2 separate regions of the Canis lupus genome follow, and region 2 is linked to region 1. Evidence: chromatin contacts called from public Hi-C data. All regions are on one chromosome and are shown on one strand. The core of a region is the stretch at or near the end of the contact, and the rest is flanking DNA. Distances in the headings are between cores, read along the strand shown.

Region 1 (3,938 bases), core at 406-2,905:
ACTAGTGAATGTGTCGCCAAAGCCAGTTGTAGAATGGAGTTGTCTGGACAGACACCCTCCTGCCCCAAATTGCTTAAGCACAGGCCAGCCCTGGAGGCAAAAGAATGAACCAAATGACTTCTCATGACCACTGTTCTGAGATTCTAGAGGATTCTCTGACACCTTACCCAGAGACCAGCCCCCTCAGTGTAATTGGAATCACTGTCCCCTCAAGAGAAGGGGGCTAAGTAAGTATGTGCTGCAGGGACATCTCAAAGTGTGGTGGGGTCTTCAGCTCCCACCAAGTGACCCCCTCTGCCATGACCCACCGTTGGAGAGGCAGCCATCTGAGTTTTTAAGGATTATTTATCTTCTTGGTTTACCCATTAAAATCCAACTCCCTGGGTCACATGTAAAGTTTTAACAATATCACCTTACTTATCAGGTGATATCTTGGCAAGAAAGTCCACTCAACTACCCACTCCTCAGGATGAGAAATGTATCTTGCTCATTCAGTGTGTCTGCAACACCTAGCACAGTGGCTGGCACACAACAGATGCTTAATATACACTTAAGTAGCAAATGAACAAATAAATACTTAGTGCCATTAGGCACTGGGAAGGCAGCCAAGTCGGTGGGGGCTGCGGAAGGAGCGTAAGAGAAAGGAAGACGGAGATTAATAGAGGAGTCAGCTGGGTGAGCCACTATTTCAGTTTTGCCAAGAGCTCAGAATAACCTGTCAAGAACTACCAGGAAAAGCAAAACCTGAGCGATGGCCCATTGGCCAGTGAAACCCCCAGGGGGGTAATCATCCAATAGAGTCTGGAGGATGGAACTCTGGGTGCCAGGGAGTCAGAACTGAGGTCACTGCACAACCAGTCCAAGGTCAGGGGCCAGAGGTCGCATTACGGTTCTACCTCACTCTGCCCACGAGTCCTATCTTAAAAGCCCTTCTCTGGCCTATTTCCTGGAGCGCTGTGTGGGACAGAGAACTCCTGACGTGCAGGGGGCAAGCCAGGAGCCCAGTGCTGTCACCCGCCCGGCAGGACCTCGTGTAAGGCCATCTGGTTTCCAGCCCCAGACACCCAGACACACACATGCCTTGGGTTTCCTCTGAGTCCCACACCGGAGAGCTATACTTTGAAATTAATAAACAGGTCAGACACTGAGTCAGTAGCCAGAAGTAGGACAGGAAGTGGAAAAACTCTCCCACTTCCCACCAGGTGTTTGGGGGCCGAGGGCCTCCCCTCCCCGCTTCCATGACGTCATGGTCGCCGAGAGGGGCAAACGGGGCACCTTTGAAGCTCTCCCGCAGAAGCCACATCCTCTGCAAAGAGGAGTTAAAAATACTGAGTGAGAGATAGCATCGCCCGGGGCCACGTGTCTGGGCCAGGCTGGCTGGGCCGTTAGACCGCCACCGGCCGCCACCGGCCGCCACCGACCGCAGGTGCGCCGGGAAGAGGAGCGCTGGGAGGGGCAGCCGCCACCCACCGCAGCGCTCCCGCCGCCTCTGCCCTCCCCTGCGCCGAGCCCTGAGGTCAGACCTTGACTTGACCACACCCGAGGAAGCATTTGCTTACACTGGGCAGGCCCTGCAAGCTTCCGTCCGGCCCGGCCGCCCCCCACACACAGCTGGGGCGGGCGGGCTCTCCGGGGAAGGGCCTCACTCCGGGCCGGGGCTCCGGGGCCGGGTGGTGGCCCTCGCAGACGCCTGCCCGGCGAAGACCCGGGGCTCAGGACGCGGGGAAGGAGCCCCGGAGCCCAGACGCCAGACGCGCGGGGCTCGGACGGCGCCCCCGGCGGCGGTGTCCCCCGCGGCCAGCTGGGGGCAGCAGCGCTCCACCGAAAAGGCCGCCTGCCCTTCGTCCCTATTCTGGGGGAAGGAAAGCCCCCAAAACTTAGGAAAATCTCCTTCGGAGGAAAATAAAAGGGCAGGTGACTGTCCTTCCGCGAACGGAGGCCCTGCCCTTTGCCGGTGGCCGCTCGGGGCTCCGGGGAGTGGGGGAGCCTCGCCCCTCCCGCCGGGGACGTGGGTCCGGGTGAGGCCGGCGGCCGGCAGGGGGCACCACCGGGCGGGTCAGCAGGCGCCAGAGGGCGGCGCTGCGGGGAGCCCGAGGAGCGCCCGCGCCCGGAGCGGGGACCTGGGCCCGGTCCGCGCTGCCCCGGCCTTGCGTCCGCCCACAGCCTCAGCTTCCCGTGAGATCAGTGCTCTCTCGCAGGGCAGTTTCGGAACCAGGGCTTCCTTTCACGTTGCACTCCTGCCACCTGCCAGACCGGTGCCAGGCTCCAGGGGTTATCTCTGTACAACTCTGACGTTCAAGAATAGGCAAAACTAATCACCGCTGTAGAAATGAGAATAGTGGATGCCCTTGGGGTAAAAGGATCGACTGGGAAAGGGCATGAGGGACTTTCAGGGTGGCAGCAATTACCTGTACCGCGATCTGAGTGATGGTGACTTGGGTGTATACACATGTCAAAATGTCTCAAAGTGTACACCAGAGACTTGTGCATTTTAGTGCATGTAAACTATATCTCAATGTAAGTACTGTCCCCATTAAACCCGGAAACTGTTTTCCGGGTGCCTGGGTGGCTCAGCGGTTGAGGGTCTGCCTCAGACTCAGGTCATGGTGTCAGGGTCCTGGGATCGAGTCCCACATCGGGCTTCCCATAGGGAGCCTGCTTCTCCCTCTGCCTATGTCTCTGCCTCTCTCTCTCTGTCTCTCATGAATAAATAAATAAAATATTTTTTTAAAAATACAGTGTCTGTCCTCAAGGAGCTAACAGTCCAGTGAGTCCAATGAGTATGTGGGCATGAAAGAGACGTGTCAGTTACTGTACTTGCATGACGGAGGTTTCTGTTATCAGATTTTGGGGAGTCAGGATAACCCGTGGTCATCTGTAAGCTTTGCCGCCCCTCACTAGCCTTCAACATCTGAGTCCCAGGTTTTCACCAATCATGTGAATAAACTATAAAGTAGCTGCCCACTTCTCACTGCTGTCGAAGGGATAAGGGTGTACAAGCTTAGTAAACGCCCACCCATGTCCATGGCAACAGCTGGGAAAAGGGACTGTGACCCCACATGCTGATTGTCAGGCTGGCCCAGCACACTGACCGAGGCCAGCCCCTGGCCAGCAGGCTCCCAGGCCCCACTCACATGTGCTGTTTCCCATAGCAGATGACCCCTCTCCCTTCACCATGGCACGGGAGCCTCTCACTACACCAGCAGGCACGTTTTCCTGCTCCCTCCATGGCTCCCAGCTTCCAAGAGAACTTGATGGAGAGCCTGCCAGACATAATGGCAAGGCTGTGACCCAGTTTCTGACAAAAGCCACCATTCCTGGCCCCAGGGCACTCTAGGGCTCCCTGATCCCCTACCCCCAAACACTTTTGATTCTGATGTCCCCTCTCACCCTGTGGAGCCTCTCTGCCCACAGAAAGGTCCCTGGAGGCCCCAGAGGACACAGGCCTGAAAGCATAAGGCAGACCTCTGCAGCACCCTCCAGTGGGCAGCTTCTCTGGGCGTCCATCTTCCCAAAGGCCAGAATACCCCAAGTGGCTCCAGGGGGCTTTTCGCACCTTTGGGAAGAGCCCCGTCTTCCTGTTCGCTCTGGAAATGGGAACATGTTTCCATTCCAGAGGCAGTAGGACCCATGCGGCAGGGACCCCCCGACCATGTTCAAAACCTTTCAAAAATCTCACTGAGGCAAAGACTGCCTGTCTACCCTTTCCCTGTACTACCCAATTACAATTCGGCCAAGGAGGAGAAATGAAAATATTAGAGGAAGAGCATATAAATGTAAGACAAGGCTGGCAAGACTTAAGAGAATGTAAGTAAGTAAAAAAAAAAAATAAAAAAAAAAAAAAAAAAAAGAGAATGTAAGTACATGAAGGAATGACGTTTAGAGAGTGGTGAGCAACTGGTCTCCACTTCATGCTTCCAGCCTTGATCGGAGGAAAC
Region 2 (3,938 bases), core at 419-2,918, 150 kb after region 1:
TATCATACATAATGCTACTGTGAACATAAAGGTTCAGAGCTATCTTTGATGTAGTGTTTTTGTTTCTTTTGGATATAGTCCCAGACATGGAATTGCTAGATCATATGGTAGTTCTATTTTTAATTTTTTTGAGAAACTTCCATTACTGTTTTCTATAGTGGCTGTATAAGACTATATAGGATATAAATACTAGTTCATTTAGAGCCACCAAAGTAAGTTCGGGTCCCCCCCCCCCCCAAGTGTCCTATAATTATATATTTGTCATTACCTCTTACTATATTAATTATTTAAAGCAAACTTTAAAATCTTATTTACAATAGTACCCAATATATGTGATTGGTCATAACCCCTATTATTACTAAATCTGGGTTATATTTTTTGCCCATCTTTACCACTTCTGTCAGGTACATTTGATGTAGGAAAGATGTTAGAGTTCAAAGCTGACCACCAAGAAAGAATTCTTGAGCCGTCTTTGGTGCAAAAACGTGGTTTTATTAAAGCACAGCAACGGGACCTGTGGGCAGAAAAAGCTGCCCTGGGGTCATCAGGAGTGGCTCATTATATAGTTTCAAGTTGGGAGGGTATTAGGGATAGTGTTAAGTCTCTGAGGAATTTTGGAAGCAAGATTTCCAGGACCTCAAGAGAGCTAGCTATTGTTGGGATGAGGTTATTTATCACTATCTAATAAAACTTTAGTCATGAGATCCTTTAGATGTATCTCAGTGGGCCATATGCTTGGGGGATGATTACTAACATACCTTAGAGGATAGAGATAAAGGAAGTTTCTATCACATTCATAATCATACCCAAATAGCGACTGAAATAATTTCAGGCTATTGTATCTTTCCAAACTACACATTATTCAAAAAGGACTCGGGGGTGGGGGGAGGGTAGCACCCTAATTTAAAAGGCTTTATAGGAGTTCAAATATAACCAACCCCCAGCTTTCCAAGCAGAACTTTTTTTTCGTCAAGAGAGAATTTCACCTCTTCTATCTTTGCAAACGCTTTCAGCTTCAAGAAGCAAACAACAAAGCAAGAGAAACCTGGAGTCTGGACAATAAAGATCTTTAATTATCTTACACAACAAAGTCTAGATACAGGTAGTACCAAGGTTGGTGCAATACCTGAAGGACATCAGCAAGTATTGATGTCTTTTCCATACCATCTTCAACATGTTAGCTTTTCATCTTTAGATTTGTTCCCACCTGGTCACAAGATGATACTCACACAACCCCACTTAAGGACGGGAAAGCTGAAAGGTGGGGTCCCCTCTTCAAGCTTTGTCGTTTTATCTGGGAGGAAAATATTTCCTATAAACTGCCTTCCCTCAATTTCTATCAGACGCCAGACTACCCCCACATTTCACTTAATTTACAATTACAATATTATCTAGCAGTAAGAATAGAACATCGCTAGACAGGAAAAATTCACGCCAAGCCCAGTCAAGCCCGTTCGGAACTTATTCTTTAACTCAACAAGTCTGAGGAGAATCACGGATTTGCAGAAGATAGCAAAATTCCCCAGGTTTTTGCAGTTACTACACGACGAAGTCCCTAGCTCCAGAAAACACTGCGAGATCTTGTTAATAGGGCCCTTAGCGTCTTCTTACCCACTTCAAATATGGCCGCCAAGCTCCAGTCTCCTTGACCACCTGACCGCGGCAGCAGCTCTGGCTTCAGGCCCATTTCCAAAAGGGCCTCTTTCCGCGAGGTTAAAGTTATGAGTGCGCAGGCGCGAGCGCAAGTCCCCTTCACGGCAAGATGGCGCTGGGCTTCATGTGCGGACGGCGGGGACTTCTGCGCCTGTTACAGCCACGGCGTCAGGTAAGGAACCCCCAGGGCTAAGCGCCAGGATGCGGCCCTATCCCCATGGCCCGAGCCCGAGACAGCCCGTGCCACGAACAGCATGAGCAGGCGCTGACCTGCTCGCCGGGACCTGCCTCTCTTGACCTCGACTTGCCTGAGGACGCGGGAGGGTTCCGTCCCCGACCCTGAGCGTTCAGGGGTCGCGTATTGTTGCCTGTTGGTGGGTCCCGTATCGCCCCTGCCGCGGAAACTTGAGCCTCGACCTCCGTCCTCTGTGCTCCGGGGTGGGCCTGCGGTAACCGAGAGCCACGACTCCCTATTGCGTGCCTCCGGGCCAGCCGTCTGCGCGCGGAGAGTAGAATCCCTTCACCTGTGCTAGCGGGCTGCCTGCTTCGTGGCGGCGAGTGAGCATGATGAGCGACGTCTGTCCCCGATGAAAGGGCTCCATCCTTCTTTCATCCTCTCAGTTCCACAGCGTCGTAGGGCCCTTGCCCTGGCCGCGAAAACCGCCGACCGCGGGGCTCCTCTTGGCGGCGGGCCGGTGCCGCGATCGCCCGCACTATGTCCTCGCGGCTCCTGGCCTCCGGGGCCTCAGTACCTCTGTGATCTTGTTCGCAGAAGCCCAGGTAAGAGGCGAACCGCCCCTGCGACGTTAGGAATGGCGTTTGTTGATTTTATTTTCTGTTAACTATAACTAGGGAATGTGGCACAGAGTTCTTGGCCACACCTCATACGGCTCCCCGGAATGGTAGCACCTCTGCTTCGGATAGATTTTCAAGTCAGTGGGAAAATGATCGAAACTACAGCAGGAGAGATTTACGTTATATTCAAAGCATTGTTTGCCATCGTGGTGGCAAGCCAGTGACGGTGTAGGAGAGGTGATTCCAGGTGTGCGTGTGTATTAGAAAAGTTGTAACTTGCATATCAGTGACTTCGTGAATATTAATATTTCTAATGGTGAGGCCAAGTAAATATTTGGGTTTTAAAAACTGAATTGTTTTAAATAAAAATTATGATAGTTTCAGTATCTGCAAAGTCGTGCCAGTGATACTCAAATGACTGAAGTTTGGAAAACGCGGATAGAAGAAATAACTTACTATTAGGAACGGAAGTCATGAAATCTTACTCTAAGTAACATATCTTCCTGCCTAGAGGAAAAAATAAAATGTCCTTTTCAAGCTTTCAATTCTCTGTACACTGTAGGCTAACTGGGAGAACAAGAAGTAGAAAGTCAGTAGAACAACCTGATACTAGTTATTATCTTAGGGGATGTGTGATTTCTCTATGTCCCCCCAACTGAGTATTACACATGACTTCCTTTTGCACAGGTTCAGGCCCCTCCTGTCATTCCTGCAACTCCCTCACCCACAGCAGTAACAGAGGTGGCTTCTGGAGAGACCGCAGATGTAGTCCAAGCTGCTGCCGAACAGAGCTTCGCGGAACTGGGGCTGGGGTCATACACCCCAGTGGGACTGATTCAGAACTTACTGGAATTTATGCATGTTAATCTAGGCCTACCTTGGTGGGGGGCCATCGCTGCATGTAAGGGGAACACATCCTGATCAAGGGTAGAGGAAATGGAAAACTAGGGGTAGAACTTTAAAGCTAGCCCGTTCTGTAAGTGGATGGAGGGAATGCAGTTGACTCTTGAACCACCTGGGGGTTAGGGGCACCAACACTGAAAATCCATTTATAACTTTTAACTCTTCAGTAACTTAAACAGTCAATACATGTTTTGTATGTTACATGTATTCTATATTGTTACAATTAAGTAAGCTAGAGAAAAGAAAATGTTAAAATTATAAGAGAAAGGGGATCCCTGGGTGGCGCAGCGGTTTGGTGCCTGCCTTTGGCCCAGGGCGCGATCCTGGAGACCCGGGATCGAATCCCACATCAGGCTCCCGGTGCATGGAGCCTGCTTCTCCCTCTGCCTGTGTCTCTGCCTCTCTCTCTCTCACTGTGTGCCTATCATAAATAAATAAAAAAAAAATTAAAAAAAAAATTATAAGAGAAAATACATGTACAGTACTGTAAAAGAAAAATCCCCATATAAGTGGGCCCCCACAGTTCAAACCCTATGTAGTTCAAGGGTCAACTGTAGTGTAGAAGCTTAGGGTCAGAAAAGCAGATG

The links. A called contact is a pair of places that touch in the nucleus more often than the background predicts.
Region 2: a contact with region 1 is called in a Hi-C map of blood, with 2.2 times the contacts expected there. The contact joins the promoter of OXA1L here to the enhancer-like site in region 1. A contact is called at or near these places in 2 of 9 Hi-C or Micro-C datasets (both in blood).

Annotation. Positions count from the first base shown.
Region 1 is chr8:3,078,161-3,082,098 of UU_Cfam_GSD_1.0, forward strand. No RefSeq gene overlaps it. Among named protein-coding and RNA genes, the nearest start is that of DAD1, 28 kb to the right of the region's middle. Within about 2 kb of position 1,656, at least 13 of the 20 cell types and tissues checked have an H3K27ac peak or open chromatin away from gene starts, as enhancers often do. A contact at or near this core is called in blood, where this site is marked.
Region 2 is chr8:3,229,937-3,233,874 of UU_Cfam_GSD_1.0, forward strand. OXA1L (mitochondrial inner membrane protein OXA1L) reads left to right here and starts at 1,669. Exons shown (of 10, transcript XM_038544155.1): 1 at 1,669-1,825; 2 at 2,275-2,433; 3 at 3,136-3,349. The coding sequence starts at 1,763.